Regions from separate parts of the Mus musculus genome. Here region 2 is linked to region 1. A link is a contact called in public HiChIP or PLAC-seq data. All regions are on one chromosome and are shown on one strand. The core of a region is the stretch at or near the end of the contact, and the rest is flanking DNA. Distances in the headings are between cores, read along the strand shown.

The links. HiChIP or PLAC-seq counts read pairs in DNA pulled down with a chosen protein or histone mark.
Region 2: an H3K4me3 HiChIP or PLAC-seq map of embryonic hindbrain shows a contact between it and region 1, with 19 times the contacts expected there. The contact joins the enhancer-like site here to the promoter of Zkscan2 in region 1. A contact is called at or near these places in 6 of 39 promoter capture datasets (embryonic stem cells, frontonasal cranial neural crest, liver and 3 more), 1 of 484 Hi-C or Micro-C datasets (the STO cell line) and 8 of 115 datasets of contacts at active chromatin or transcription factors (VIP interneurons, astrocytes, embryonic forebrain and 5 more).

Annotation. Positions count from the first base shown.
Region 1 is chr7:123,496,139-123,502,962 of GRCm38.p6, reverse strand. It overlaps Zkscan2 (zinc finger with KRAB and SCAN domains 2), which reads left to right and starts at 2,337. Exons shown (of 7, transcript NM_001081329.2): 1 at 2,337-3,394; 2 at 4,191-4,377. The coding sequence starts at 2,996.
Region 2 is chr7:125,567,833-125,574,656 of GRCm38.p6, reverse strand. It overlaps Il4ra (interleukin 4 receptor, alpha), which reads right to left. Exons shown (of 11, transcript NM_001008700.4): 5 at 5,483-5,634; 6 at 4,564-4,715; 7 at 3,067-3,223; 8 at 1,707-1,806; 9 at 1-19. Among named protein-coding and RNA genes, the nearest start is that of Il4ra, 19 kb to the right of the region's middle. Within about 2 kb of position 2,511, at least 19 of the 459 cell types and tissues checked have an H3K27ac peak or open chromatin away from gene starts, as enhancers often do. A contact at or near this core is called in liver, where this site is marked.

The DNA.
Region 1 (6,824 bases), core at 1,088-3,587:
AGCTAATTCTTTTGTAGATATTTGAAATTTTCCACTAAGATATAATTGTGTACTTCTGAAAGACCAAAACATCTAACAATCCCCACCCCTAGCAGATAATAAAAGTGAGTCCAAATGTCTTCAGCTCCAGGTAGAACTTTAAAGAAGACAGGCTGCAACTTCTCACAGCAAAGTTGAGATTTTTGTCTTACTCTGTCTAAGTGACAGAGAAGTACAGATATCTAAGAATAATGGTTTCCTTCTGAAGCAAGATCTTAAGAGAGCAATTTCTAGACCAGGAACAAATGGAAATTTGCCACGTACCTCCCTTGACAAACTCCTGTACCAAGCCCGAGACAAAAGGGAGGAGCACTTCCAAGCAGGCATGGTTACGGGTACCTATAACCCCAGAATTCCAGTAGTAGAGGCAGAAAGATTACAAGCCAAGGCCAGCTGGCTACAGAGCCAGATTATCTCAAAAATTATTTTACATCCTATTTCATATTTCATTAAGCTAACATCCTAGTGTGTAGAATGGATGTGTTTCCCAGTTATTCCAAAGTGTGATTATACCACTGCTAGCCAGCCTCCTTTAATTAGCCTGATCTGGTAAGTCTTGATCCATTTTCCCAGTCTAGCAGCAAGAGACTAGACTAATGGCTGCACCTACAAGGAGAAATAGAACCTACCATTCCCTAGTGAGTCTTAAGAAAATTACCACTCTCTGATGTCTCCAGCTTGCATTTATTGACCTGTGTGTGGATTCACTTCTCTGCTGACAAATGTGCTCTTCTGCTCTCAAGACACAAACACTGGTGCTCAAGTAAACATAATAGTTAACTAGCAACCTTTTTAAGACAGGGCCTCGTGTGCCCAGGTTGGCCTCAAAACTTGCTTTGTAGTGAAGAACAACCCTGAACTCTTGATCCTGCTGCCTCCACCACCTCCAAAGTTCTAGGATTACAAGCATGTGCCATCACACCCAGCTCCTTCTTATCTTATACTCTCCTTCACACAGTTCATGGTAAATCTCCCTAAGTCCAACAAGCCTTCAAGTTTGTGACCTTGAGCTGCTGAGATGTGCACCTGGCTTAATACCAACAAGAGGGCCATGTACATAAAAGACCCTATTCTCATCCCATGACTCCCCATCACCTTTAGCGCTTGCACCACCCTTACTGAGGTCTCAGCGCCCTAAACTCTAAAATAGAGACAACCTCATCCTCTCTATGGGATTCTTGTGAAGGCCAGTCTTTGCTCAATCCCCACTAGAGGTCTGTCTTTTGGATCTCATCCTTAGTACTACTTCTTCCAAGAAATTCACCCAGACCTCTTACCTAAACCAAATCTTGAATGTGTTTCTCTTCTTGGAAGGATTCACCCCAGGTATACAGAACTTTATTTGTAACTACTAATGATAGGAGATCTTGTTTTGCTTATCACCTACCACCATGTCTGGTAAGAAACCAGTACTCAATAATACTATCTTTAAATGCAATTAAAACAGGCTGTGTATTGGCTCCATCTCTCCCGTGGCAGATACTAACTAGATGCACCCGCGGATTATTCCGTTCTGACCTTCCTTCAGTTTATGCCGTGCCATTTATCCTTATGGTATTCTCTATGCCGCTTCGATGCTAGAACTAGCCAAATCATGGCAAAACCTTTGAGAAATAAGTCATTGGTCTGTTTTCTAATAAGCTACCTGCCTCTGAGAATAAGAGTTGTGCTGCCCACTAACGATGCCAAGAGCCTAAAACATTGTCACAAAGTAGGCACTTACAGGACAGACATTTATGAGCCAGCAGGCTCTGAGACATCTAGCTATGAAGTTTTGCAGCAGTAGGGGAATCTAGGCCCGGTCCTATTAGGTCCCAGATAGCCCGTTGGCTACTCAGACCTCAGAGCCTTGGGTAATTAAGAGATTCCCCAAAATGAAAATAAGCCTTCTCCTGACCATACATTTGAACAGAGCTAGCCACACATCCTTCCTCAGGAGTCCTGGCTCCAACCAAGGCTCCCAGACAGTAGCAATCCATGCACAGCCAGATGCTGACTGTAATCCCTCCGCCAGTTGTCACAAAGAAGTCCCTCCACCCGCAACCCCAACACACACGCGCGCACCCCTTCCACTAAAGAAATTACTCCAGCCTCCCGCAACGTCTGCCTGGCCTGAGGCAGGACGCTAGCTCGCGTCCTGCTTCACAATCTCTGGAGGAATAGGATCAGACCTCAGCGTGTCCCTCCGCCCAGAATTTCCCTTCACCCTCATTCCTAAAGTCCCTCGGCGGCAAGTCGCGGTGCTGCGCGCTCTCGCGAGATTCCTCCACGCATGCCTTCCCGCCCCCCTCCTTGCCCGCGAGGAAGCCTCGCACGGACCCCGGTCGCGAGCGGCGCATGCGTGGCCGCGGCTCCCAGCGCCCCCCGCGCTCTGCGCTGGCGGAGCTGACAGGGCAGCGCGCCAGCCGTTCGCCGCCCCCCGCGAGGCCTAGCCTCATCCCGCAGCTTCTTCCCCTCTGGCCGAGGTTCTCGGCATCCTCGTGCGGAGGAACCCCGAGCGCTGCAGGCGCCGCTGCGAGTCCGGACATTCCTGCGCTCGCGCCCCTGGTGGGCACCTGCAGCGGCCTGGACCTGGACCAGGACCCCAGGGCTGGCCGCGCCTCGCGGACACACCCCCTCCCGATCGGCGCCTCCGCCCAGCATCAGTCCCCTGGGTCCCCTTCCAGCCTAGCTTCTAACCTAAGGTCTTTCCGACCTTGCACCTTAAAGAACCTCATGGGAGGGGGCGCATCTTGATTGGATAAGAGGCCGGGTTTGCAGACTTTGGGGTGGGTGCACATTCACCCTTTCAAGAGCCTTGTACAAATTTGATTAATCAGCCTGGAGTTCCTTGTCCCAGCTAACTGCTGTCTTTTATGTCTCTACGGTCCCATATTTCCAAGGGCATTAAGTGGAGGGCACTCGGAAGCTTCTCTGGGCCCTGACTTGGAGCTAGACCTGTTGGCCCCATTGGATCATGGCTACTGTCATGAACCCTCAGATCGACGTGGAAGTTGAGGAGTGCCTCATAATGAAAGTGGAAAAGGACTCCGAGTGGGTATCGGAGCCCATTCTGGAAAGATCAGGCAGCACTGAATGTGAGTCCTTCCGTAAATGCTTCAGGCAGTTCTGTTATGAGGATGTGACAGGACCCCATGAAGCTTTCAGTAAACTCTGGGAACTCTGCTGTCGGTGGCTGAAGCCAGAAATGCGTTCCAAGGAACAGATCCTCGAGCAGCTGGTAATCGAACAGTTTCTCACCATTCTGCCTGAGAAGATTCAGACCTGGGCGCAGAAGCAATGTCCAGAAAGCGGAGAGGAGGCGGTGGCCCTAGTAGTGCATTTGGAGAAAGAGACCAGAAGACTTCGAAAGCAGGTGAGCGAGGATTTTAAAGGGATGTGGTGGGAAAGGCAGGTGGGCAGGGCTACATTTCTGGAAGAAGAGCTCATTATAGAAATAAATGGGACTTTTAAAAGATCCGGAAACCAAATTCCCCAAAAAGCAGATTTGAAATTCATACTAAATGGAGGAGAGAATTTTGGTTGAACTATGATCTTGCAAATTAAACTAAAAGTATGGTTTGTTTGTTCTAATCCTCAGTATAATGTTTCTACCAAAACGATAGAGACAGTATTAAATAGCTAATGCCTCACAGGGTTTGGTGGGAGAGGGAGATCTCATGGATCTCCAGAGCCCTCCCTAACCCTTACCATTCCAGCAGGTGTCCTGTGAAATACTCTCTGTGCCGTGCTCCTCCGCGCTCATCCAGTTTAACGGCCAGATCATCATTTTTCTATGTCCCTGCTTGCCGGTCTGTAGTTATTCTCAGCGCCCTCTTGTTAACCGTGTGAAGTCCTCAGTGTCTGACAGGTTTACAGTCTCACCTTGCACAGGGTGTGCTCAGGAGTTGATTTTGTGATTCTTCACTTCACTAGTGTTCTGATTAGTTCTCTGTGCACCTGATATATAAGAGGACTTTGTAGTAATGACCCCTCAAAAAAATACACAAATAAAGAGCGCTCTCCTTTTCCCATATTCCCAAATGACTGTGAGCCCGCTTCCGTCCGTGGAGATCCTCTCCCCCCTCAGTTCTCCTGCCCTTTAACGTCTCTGTTGGGACTGCAATTCCTTTCCTCCGATTTTCTTTGTTGATGTTGACTTTGTTTTGCAGGTCAGTAGCCCTCTGCCTTCAGAGAAGCAAGCCCCACCTAGAACTGTGTGGGAAGTAGCTGACTTTGAGCCAGAGCAACTGGAGACCCAGCACAGGGTTGTTTCTCTGGAGGAAGCTGGAAGCCTCCACTCAGGACACCAAGAACAGCTGAACCAAAAAAGGGAACATAGGCCATTACCTAAGAATGGTAAGGACTCAGAGTACACCAGGTCAGAGACCGTGTAGTTTATACTGTATCCCTAACACTATGGCTCACTCAGTAGAGGTCCCTTCAATATCCATTTGACAAGTAAATTGAATATTTGAAGTAAATTTTTCATCTATTTCAAGAATCAGAATTATTTACTACCAAAATAAAATGGGATCATAAAGATGGAAATTATGCAAACTTAGATTGTCCAGGGAAACCTTGAATCTTATTGTTATTTTAAAATGCCCATTCAATGTTCAGTTTGTGTCTTTAGTTATGCTATATGTATGTGTGCTCTTGAAAAACTATTAAGAAATGGAAACGGGGCATTTTTATTCCAAAACTTGACTCATAAGAACAGGCATCCCAGCATGATGTATGAGAGGGATAAAAGGTGAGACTCCCAAACAAGGGACAGTGTGCTGTTGTGAATAGGTGTGGTGCCCACAGACTCATGTGTTTGAATGCTTGGCCCATAGGGAGTGGCACTGTTAGGAGGTGTGGTCTTGCTGGAGGAAGTGTGCCACTGTGGGGGGCAGGCTTTGAGGTTTCCTATGCTTAAGCTACTCTCAGTGTGGCACACAGTCTCCTCACTGCCCGCAGATCAGATATAGAACTCTCTTCTCCAGCATCATGTCTGCCTGCACGCTGCCATTCTTGGTTCCATGATGATAATGGACCAAACCTCTGAAACTCTACGCCAGCCCCAATTAAATGTTTTCTTTTATAAGACTTTCCCTGCTCATGGTGTCTCTTCACAGCAGTAAAATACTAAGACAACCAGCATTCAGATCTGCCCATATGAATACAGAAAGTCAAATATGGGGGAAAGAGATGTTCTGTCCTTCCCAGTCCAGGTTCCTGTCCATCTCCTGAAGTGTGGCTTCATCCCAGGCCAGAAGCGAGTTGAGGGAGGATCCTATCTGAAGGCTTCATTCACATCGTGTCTTCCCCAAGACTATGATCTTGGGCAAGAAGCATGAAAACAAGGATTAATACCTAGAGGTTAAGATCTTAGGCTGGAAGAGGCAAACAGACCTGAGTTCACAACCCAGCTCCCCCATTTTTACTTTCTCCGAAACTGTCAAAATTATTCTTAAACTTCAACTCTGACTCAAAAAATTGGAAATATTCGCAATGGCTCTACTGCCATTGCTGAATCCAACCCTAAATAAAAGAATGTGTTGCAAATATTAGTGGATTCTGAATTAGCCAGGGCGTTCCTGAGCATCCTAGCTCCCTGTATTGTATGGGTTAGATAGTTCTAAATGACTTTAGCTGATAAACTCAATGTGGCAGCAGATGGGTATTTATAATGTCTTATCCTCATTGGCATCTGTGATGATAAAAAGGTTTTTTAGCTTGTTGAAGACTGAGGAATGGAGATCCGAAATCTGAGGGCTAGATTTCCCAGAAAGATGACTAGCTCTAAAGGAATGTGATTCCAGCCATATGCTTTTCAGAGACTATGTTGTTTCCAAGAAAATTATTTGGGAGCTGGTAAGATGGCTCAGCAGGTAAAAATGCTTCCTGCCAAGACTAATGACCTGAGTTCAGTCCCGAGGACCCACGTGGTGGAAAGAGAGGACCAACTCCTGGGAGCTGTCCTCCAGCATCCATACACAAGTAATGGCGCGCGCGCACTCGAGCACTGGAGCACATACACATATTCAAAATACTCAGATAAAATGTAATTTCTAGCCGGGCATGGTGGCGCATGCCTTTAATCCCAGCATTCGGGAGGCAGAGGCAGGCGGATTTCTGAGTTCGAGGCCAGCCTGGTCTACAAAGTGAGTTTCAGGACAGCCGGGGCTATACAGAGAAACCTGTCTCGGAAAAAAAAAAAGTAATTTTTAGAAATAAGCTGGGTTTTGTTTGTTTGTTTGTTTGTTTGTTTGTTGTTTTTAATCTCTATAGAAAGTAGGTAGCTCAAGATTCTGAGGTCTGCTCACAAGTAAGGTACACTTGTCAGCTTCCCTGGTGAACTCTGAGCAGGAGATAGACCACCGGGACTGCTGTATAAAACGTTCACTTTTCTCCTACCCTGAGGGGGCTTTTTTAAATGTTTGCTGTGCCCATGGCTGTACTGTTTGCTGTGTTGGCAGGACTTAAGTAAGTTCTTGGTTCTGAAACTGTCAACTTCTGTGAGGGATGACAAACTGATAACCTGTACACCAAATGGGACTTGTTATAGTTTACCTACAAAGAATTGTTGTTTGGGATTTGGAGGATTTGCTCTTTGTACTTAAGATTTTCAATTTGAGATTTTACAGAAGTCCCAGGTTTCTGGTGTCTTACTTAGGGTTTCTATTGCTGTGATAAACACCATGGCCAAAAGCGACGCAGAAAGGAAAGAGTTGATTTCACTTCCACTTCCACATCAAAGGAAGTCAGGACTGAAATGTTGAGACGGGAGCTGATACGGAGACCGTGAGGGGACTCTG
Region 2 (6,824 bases), core at 1,262-3,761, 2.1 Mb before region 1:
CCACCATATCTTCTTAATCCTGAGGGTGGAAAGGAAGTAGGTTGGTCTCCGAATGTACAGTGGCCAAGGTGCTCTTCCAAGTGTCCTGGCCGTCACTCCTCCCAGGGCACGAAGGCCACACTGATCCCATTTTGGATATGGAACAATCTTGGTCCTAACTGTCCATCACCACTACCATTCTGAATTGGGAGAGGTGCCCAGGGAGAGCCTGATGCTGGCAGGGCTGCTTGACCTATCCACACTACCAAAGCCTCAAGCTATACAGCAAGGATCCCGCTCCCTCAAAAGTCCCTTTTGACCATGCTGGCTTTAACAGGCTTGAGAGGTCAGGGGCCGTGTGGAAGCGGGCATTTCCTTTCTTCCTGGGCTAACTGGCCCCTATGACTTTCACTCTTCCGTCTTCCCATAGTATTTTCTGAGCATCAAGGTACTAGGGCCACAGGGACTAAGCCAGAAAAACAGCCAGTGGAGAAGCCCCTGTGGGTCGCCTTCAAGAGAAACAAGAAGCAAATGCAGGCATGATCACATGACACTCATTCACCACCATAAGTGCTGATGAGCAAAAACCACAGCCAGGGATGGTGACCGGAAATCATCCCTGCCACTCAGGAGACAGGGCAGGAAGAGTCAAAGTGCCAGACCTTCCTGAGCTGAGGAGAGTTGGAGACCAGCCTAGGTAACTTGGCAAGACCCTGTCTCCAAGCAAAAGTAAGCAGGAGGCTAGAGTGGAGCTCAGAGATAGGGTGGCATGTGTAAGACCCTGGGTTTCAAAACAATTAAAAAGACAAACAAGAAGACCACAATGTATAAGAGAGGAAGGTAGGAGAGAGAAGCAGAGTTGGGGGTTGCAGGGAACAGCCCAGAAAAGTGAAGGGGCAGAACGTTTAGGGTGGGGGCATGGCTAAGACTCTATGGAAGAACGTGCCATGTGCCTTTGAGAACTGCGGGCTGCGGGGTGCAGGGGCATCACGTGGGAGAAGGGAAGGGCAACAGGACACAGAGAAACTCTGCATCAGAACAGCAGTGCCTAGCCCCGGGTGACTGACGAGGTTATGAGTGGCAAGCCACGGAGAGGAGAGGCTCTGGCACTCCCTGCACTTAGCCAGGCGGCGGGTACCGGGTACCTGCACAGCCCTAATTCGAAGTGACTTCTAATCTCACTTCTAAAAGAACATGGCTCTGGGTCTGAGACTCCAAGGTAGAACTCACCAGAAGTGAATCTTCCCCCTCTACCGGCTCTGCCCAGACTCCTCTGGAGGTCTTGTTCTCATGGTCACTCTGAGCCCACAGAGGAGCCCAGGTAGCTGACCAGCTACCTGCCAGCAAGCGCCACTTCCGGGTCTCACTCAAACCCTACTATATTCACAGCATCTGCTCAAATTCCTCTGCTCCTACCACATGCCCAGTGCCGGGACCATACCATGGGCATTGAGAGGGACAGAGCTCCCATCTTCTCTATGCCCCAAACAACCCCTCCCTAGCCCCAAGCCAGCTCCTTCTCTCCAGAGCAGCCACCATTACTGTCCCCCAACCTAGCTCTCTTTATTCCAGAGCACAGCCACTGTGGAGAAGCCTCCAGCCACAGGCTGCCCTGCCCTGCCCTTCGAGGCAGACTTCCAGCCTTTTCTCAGCCAGCACAATGACTGTGACCTCTGAGAGCACTGCTGAAGGGCCAGCCAGAGACACCAGCCAAAGCAGGAACTCACTTGGTAATGCTGAAGTAACAGAACAGGCAAAACAACGGGATGCAGAGGCAGGAGATGGTGACCCCCAGTGGAAGGCGCTGTATCAGGGGCAGCTGGAAGTCTGCAAGGAGAAAAACAGTCATGAATGGGGAGGCCGCCCTGTGTCATGTGCAGTCCGCGTCCACACTGGGGGTTCCCCTGGGACCCTTGGTTACCTGGCTACAGATAGCCCTCCCACCTGTCTCCCCAACTCTCCCTCTTACACACCAAGTCCTTATCACACCCATCCCTGTCCCTGTCCTCACTGGCCCTGATCCAAGTCCAGATCACAACAGCGTGAAGCTGCCTCGCTTGTTTTCCCAAAGCTCAGAGGTCAAGTGCCCTGGAGGGCTCAAGTTCAAAGCCAGCCTCTACTAGGTCCTTGCTGAGTGACCGAAGGCCAGTTGGTTGCTCCCCTGGGCTTCTCTGTTCAGCAGGGCTAGAAATGGACTTTTCTCACAGGCTAAGAGGGCCACATGGTTTAAAAGATCACACATTCAGAACAAGCCCTGGAATATCTTCCTTGTTCACGGCCACTGAGATTTCTCTGACGTCATCCTCTCCCACCTGCTCCTCCACCCCTGCCCTCTGCCTCCTTTCCTTCCTGGCATTTGCTTTTATCTGGAGCTAACTGGTTTCTTTGTTTTCATGTGTGGGTTTTAATCGATTGTTAATCTTTTGCTCGAGATGGCGTATGTCAGGATCTGAGGAGCACAGGCGAGCTAGCCTTTCACACAGCTTCAGATGCTCTGTTTTCACAGTCTGCACAGGCTAGCCGGCCACCGGCTTCTCCTAATTGCTCCATCAGGATTACGCATGCGTGCTACTGCGCAAGGCTTTTACGTGGGCTCTGGGGATTTAAACTCCGGGCCTCGGCGCACTGACCCATCTCCTGCGTTTCTGCTTTTGACACGCCAGCTACACTGCTCCAGGATTCCCGTGAGCTCTCCTCACCACCGCAGCCCCCAAGGTCACTCAGTCACAGATTTTCATTACTTGCTGAAAAAAACAATGTGCGCTGTACATCACGCCTGCTCTGGACAAGCCCTTTTCCTCCTCAGCGGTACCACCGAGTCAACCTCACACAACCTTCCCCAGTCCTGACTATCCAGCTACTGCATACTGTATAGAAAGAAGACTCAGTCATTCTGTGGCCCTGAACAGTGACAACCACAGAAATCTGTGTGTTAGTGCAGCCCTCGGATCACCACACCACAGCCACAGGGATGTATAGTTAGAGGCATCCTAGAACGGAAAACGCCACGGTCAGCCAGAGGGAATTTCTGAACAGAGAATATACACGGCTGTAGAGATCCTCACAGCCTACGACCCTGATACTCACGGTTGTACCACGTGATGCTAGGACTCCACTCACTCCAGGTGCCAGTGAGTATCTGGGATCTGACCCTCACACGCGCCGTATAGTAGACCCCTGACATCAGGATGTTGATCGGGAAGCTCAGCCTGGGTTCCTTGTAGGTCACATTATAGACTATGAACTGAAGGAAGACAGGGACATATGAATACAGAGCTGGCAGACACGTGTGTCGGTTCCCAGCCTGGCTGCTGCCCTGGGTACTCCCTCAGTGCTGGAAATGGGATCATTCCCACATCCCTGCCACTGCTAAGGGGAGAATGAGATGGAGGTTGTCAGCCCTCCCCTGACTTCTCCAATGACTGGTAGCAACTATTATCTGGACAAGTGGGTTAAGCTGGGTTTGAACATATCATAAAGTAAGACTACGCTGTGTGAGATTGAGTAAGTGACCTCAGAGGGGTCACTCTGGTTCCCGGTCATCCCAGCAGAGGGAATGCTAGGAAGGAGGGGAGGAAGACAAGCATAGCAGGAAATGACCTCTGCCTGTTTCTAAAGCAGGGACCAGGCAGCCACTATCGGCACCTGACTTCGTCTATCTGATGACACCTGCTGTGTAGAAATTATTTTTTGGGGGGGGAAGGAAGGTAGAAGGATTTTGTTTGTTATTGTTGTTGTTTGAAAGGGTCTATGTAACCCAGGCTAGTCAAGAACTTCCCATCCCCCTGCCTCAATCTCTTGAGAGCTGTGATTGCAGGCATGGGCCACTAAACCCAGCTCAATTCTACTCCTATCTATGCACTTACGACGGGTCGCCATGAACAACACACAATAGCAAATGTGACCAAGAGTGAAGTGACTACTCTGCCACACATAATCTCATGTGTCTCTGGCTGGGAAGCAGGTGTGGCCCAAAAGCCCCCTTTCTGAGTTAAGATGGCAGGGATGAGTCTTCTTCCTGATGCTGTGGTCTGGACTCAGACTGTTCCCTCAGGTCCATGTGGTAAAGGCTTGCTTCCTAGAGTGGAGCTACTGTGAAATGGCGGAACCTAGTGTGTGGACAGGGAGTCAGGAGAATGTTCTCAGGGAATATTACGAAAGTGGACATATGCTCGTGTGTGCCTGTCTGTCTGTCTATCTGTCTGTGTCTGCTTCCTGGCCACCATGAGCTGAGCAGCTCTGCTCCACCATGCTTCTGCTACGACGCTTGGCCTCAACACTATACCCAGAGTAATGGGGCCATGAGACCACAGACTGATCTCTAGGAAACCAGGCATTCAAGTAGACGTTTCCTCCTACCGCTGATTTTTCTCGGCACTTTGTCTAAGCTACAGAACACTGGCCAACACAGCTACACACTGCAAATTCAGGGCCAGGAAGGGGACGGACATGCCTGGGGCAGAGCCTGGCCGAGAGTGAGCTCTCTAGTTCACTATACCCCCTCCCAAGCACCCTACTCCAAAGACGGAGCATCCTTCCCAGCCTGTGCCCAGGCAAGGGCAGGGATCCGTGGCGCCCACTCACTTCTGCAGGGTTGTCCTCTCTGGAGATGTTGACCATGGAGATGAGGTCTTTGTACAGTAAGTTGTTCGATGGGTACAGGTTATTCCAGGTCAGCAGCCATTCGTCGGACACATTGGTGTGGAGTGTGAGGTTGTCTGGAGCTAGGGGCTTCACTGGGGAGGAAGGGCACCTGGGTGAGAGGCTTGATCCCTGAGATCTGTTTTGCTTTGATGTCCCTATTAACAACTTCACCTCCTTGAACTCCTGACCCTCCTTCCTAGACTCCTGAATGCTGGGATTCCAGGAGTGTGCCGACTCACCGGGCTCATCACTTCTGAGGCAATCATACACATGAGACCACGATAGCAGAGTGTACGTTAAGGTCAATGTGACGATGACTTTAAACTCATTCAAGGGTTAATTCTAGTATCTTGTAGGTGCCCAGTGGCCTGAGCAGCAGTTCTAACCACAGACCGAAAACCATGAGCTCTTGTCTCAGATATGTGGTCTTCAATTCTGCCTCTGGCACTGAGAAGCTGTGTGACTTGAGGCAAACTGCTTGCCTTCTCTGATCTACAAAATAAGAATAATCAGTTTCTTTTGGAAACTGATGTTCAGATGAGGAATGCGATTTGCCCTTGGTCACAGAGCAACAAATTCTTGCTTTCAACTCCTGTTATCACTACACTTGCATGGAGATTTGGCTCAGTGGTAGAGCATTTGCCTAGCATCTGGGGAGTCCTGGGTTCCGTCCTCAATAATACAAACAAACAAACAAACAAACAAAAACACAAAACAAAACAAAGCTATGTGGAGCAAGTTTGTGGTAGAGACCGGTGCAGGGACTCCAGGTAGAGTAAGGGCATATGACAAACCAGCAGCTGACCTGCAGTCAATGTGTACCCCACCTCCCGCACTGGAGCACCCAGGCAAGTCTTACCATTACCACTGGGGCTGAAGGAGCCCTGCCACAGCTGTCTGTGCTCAGCCCACAGTTCCATCTGGTATCTGTCTGATTGGACCGGCCTATTCATTTCCATGTGGCACACACACACAGTGCTGGCACTGTTCCTCGGGATGCATGTGAGGTTTCTGCAGACATAGAAACTCTGTTACAGAACGACCACCCATAGTTACCGACTCCCCTGGGACCCCCACAACTTCCCAGGTTACCCCCGACCTGACAGGAAGACCAAAGCAATCAGGACCACGAGAGGAAATGACTTGGTTAGCATCTCGCTGGCCACAGACCTTGCCTACTTCATTCTGGACACTGCTATTCTGGCTGTGGTTCTCAGACCCATGACTTAGTTCACCCCAGGATGGAGCATAAAGTAATTCATGGTGTTCCAGCATCCCTTGGTTTACAGGGGACTGTGATAAGCCCTAGCACACTTCCCCCACAGGCTCCTGCCCTGTACACATCAGGATATAATTTTGCCAAAGGACCACTTAGACAGGCCACCCACAACTCACAGACCACACCAAGGGCCAAAGCTCCATTTCTATAAAATGCCAGATAGGAAGCTGAAGGCTTTTGACAAAAATATAGTTTCTGTCTACAACAAACTGCGGATGTAGCTCCAAAGCAGCCATAGACAAGACATAAATGAATGCAATGGCGTATGCTAATAAAATGTTATTCATAAAAGCAGTAGTCTGCCTGCTGTGGTTGGGCACATCTTTTATTCCAGCACAGGCAGAGGTAGGCAGATCTCTGTGAGTGTGAGCCCAGTCTGGTCTACATAGCATGTTTCAAGACAACCAGGGCTACGTAGAGAGACCTTATCTTAACAAAACAAAACAAAACACACACACACACACACAAACACACACACACACACACACACACACACACACACACACACACACACACAAAACAAGTAGTGGCTAGTTGACGTGAGGTCCACAATTTGTCAGTGCCTGGTCTGTGCCAATGTGCAAAAGTCCCGCTCACTTGTCTTGAGGCAATAGGAGGATGGAGGACCACCCCACAGGCATTAGGGCAGTGTTGTGCATCTCTGGATGCTCCTGAGCACTGGATCTGCAGACTTGGTTTTGCCCTAGGCACAGTACTCACAGAGCACCTAGATGCCAGGGAATGCCCCAGAGCAATCCCTGGACGCCAACCTGGCACCTTCACCACAAATTCCACTTAGTCTTGTCCCATGGTTGAGCATGCTCAGGGGTCACCAGTCAAATGGTCGCATGGTTCTCTCTGTCTAACACGTGGATCTTGAGGATTAAACTCAAGCCCTCAGATACATGCCTTTATTGTCTGA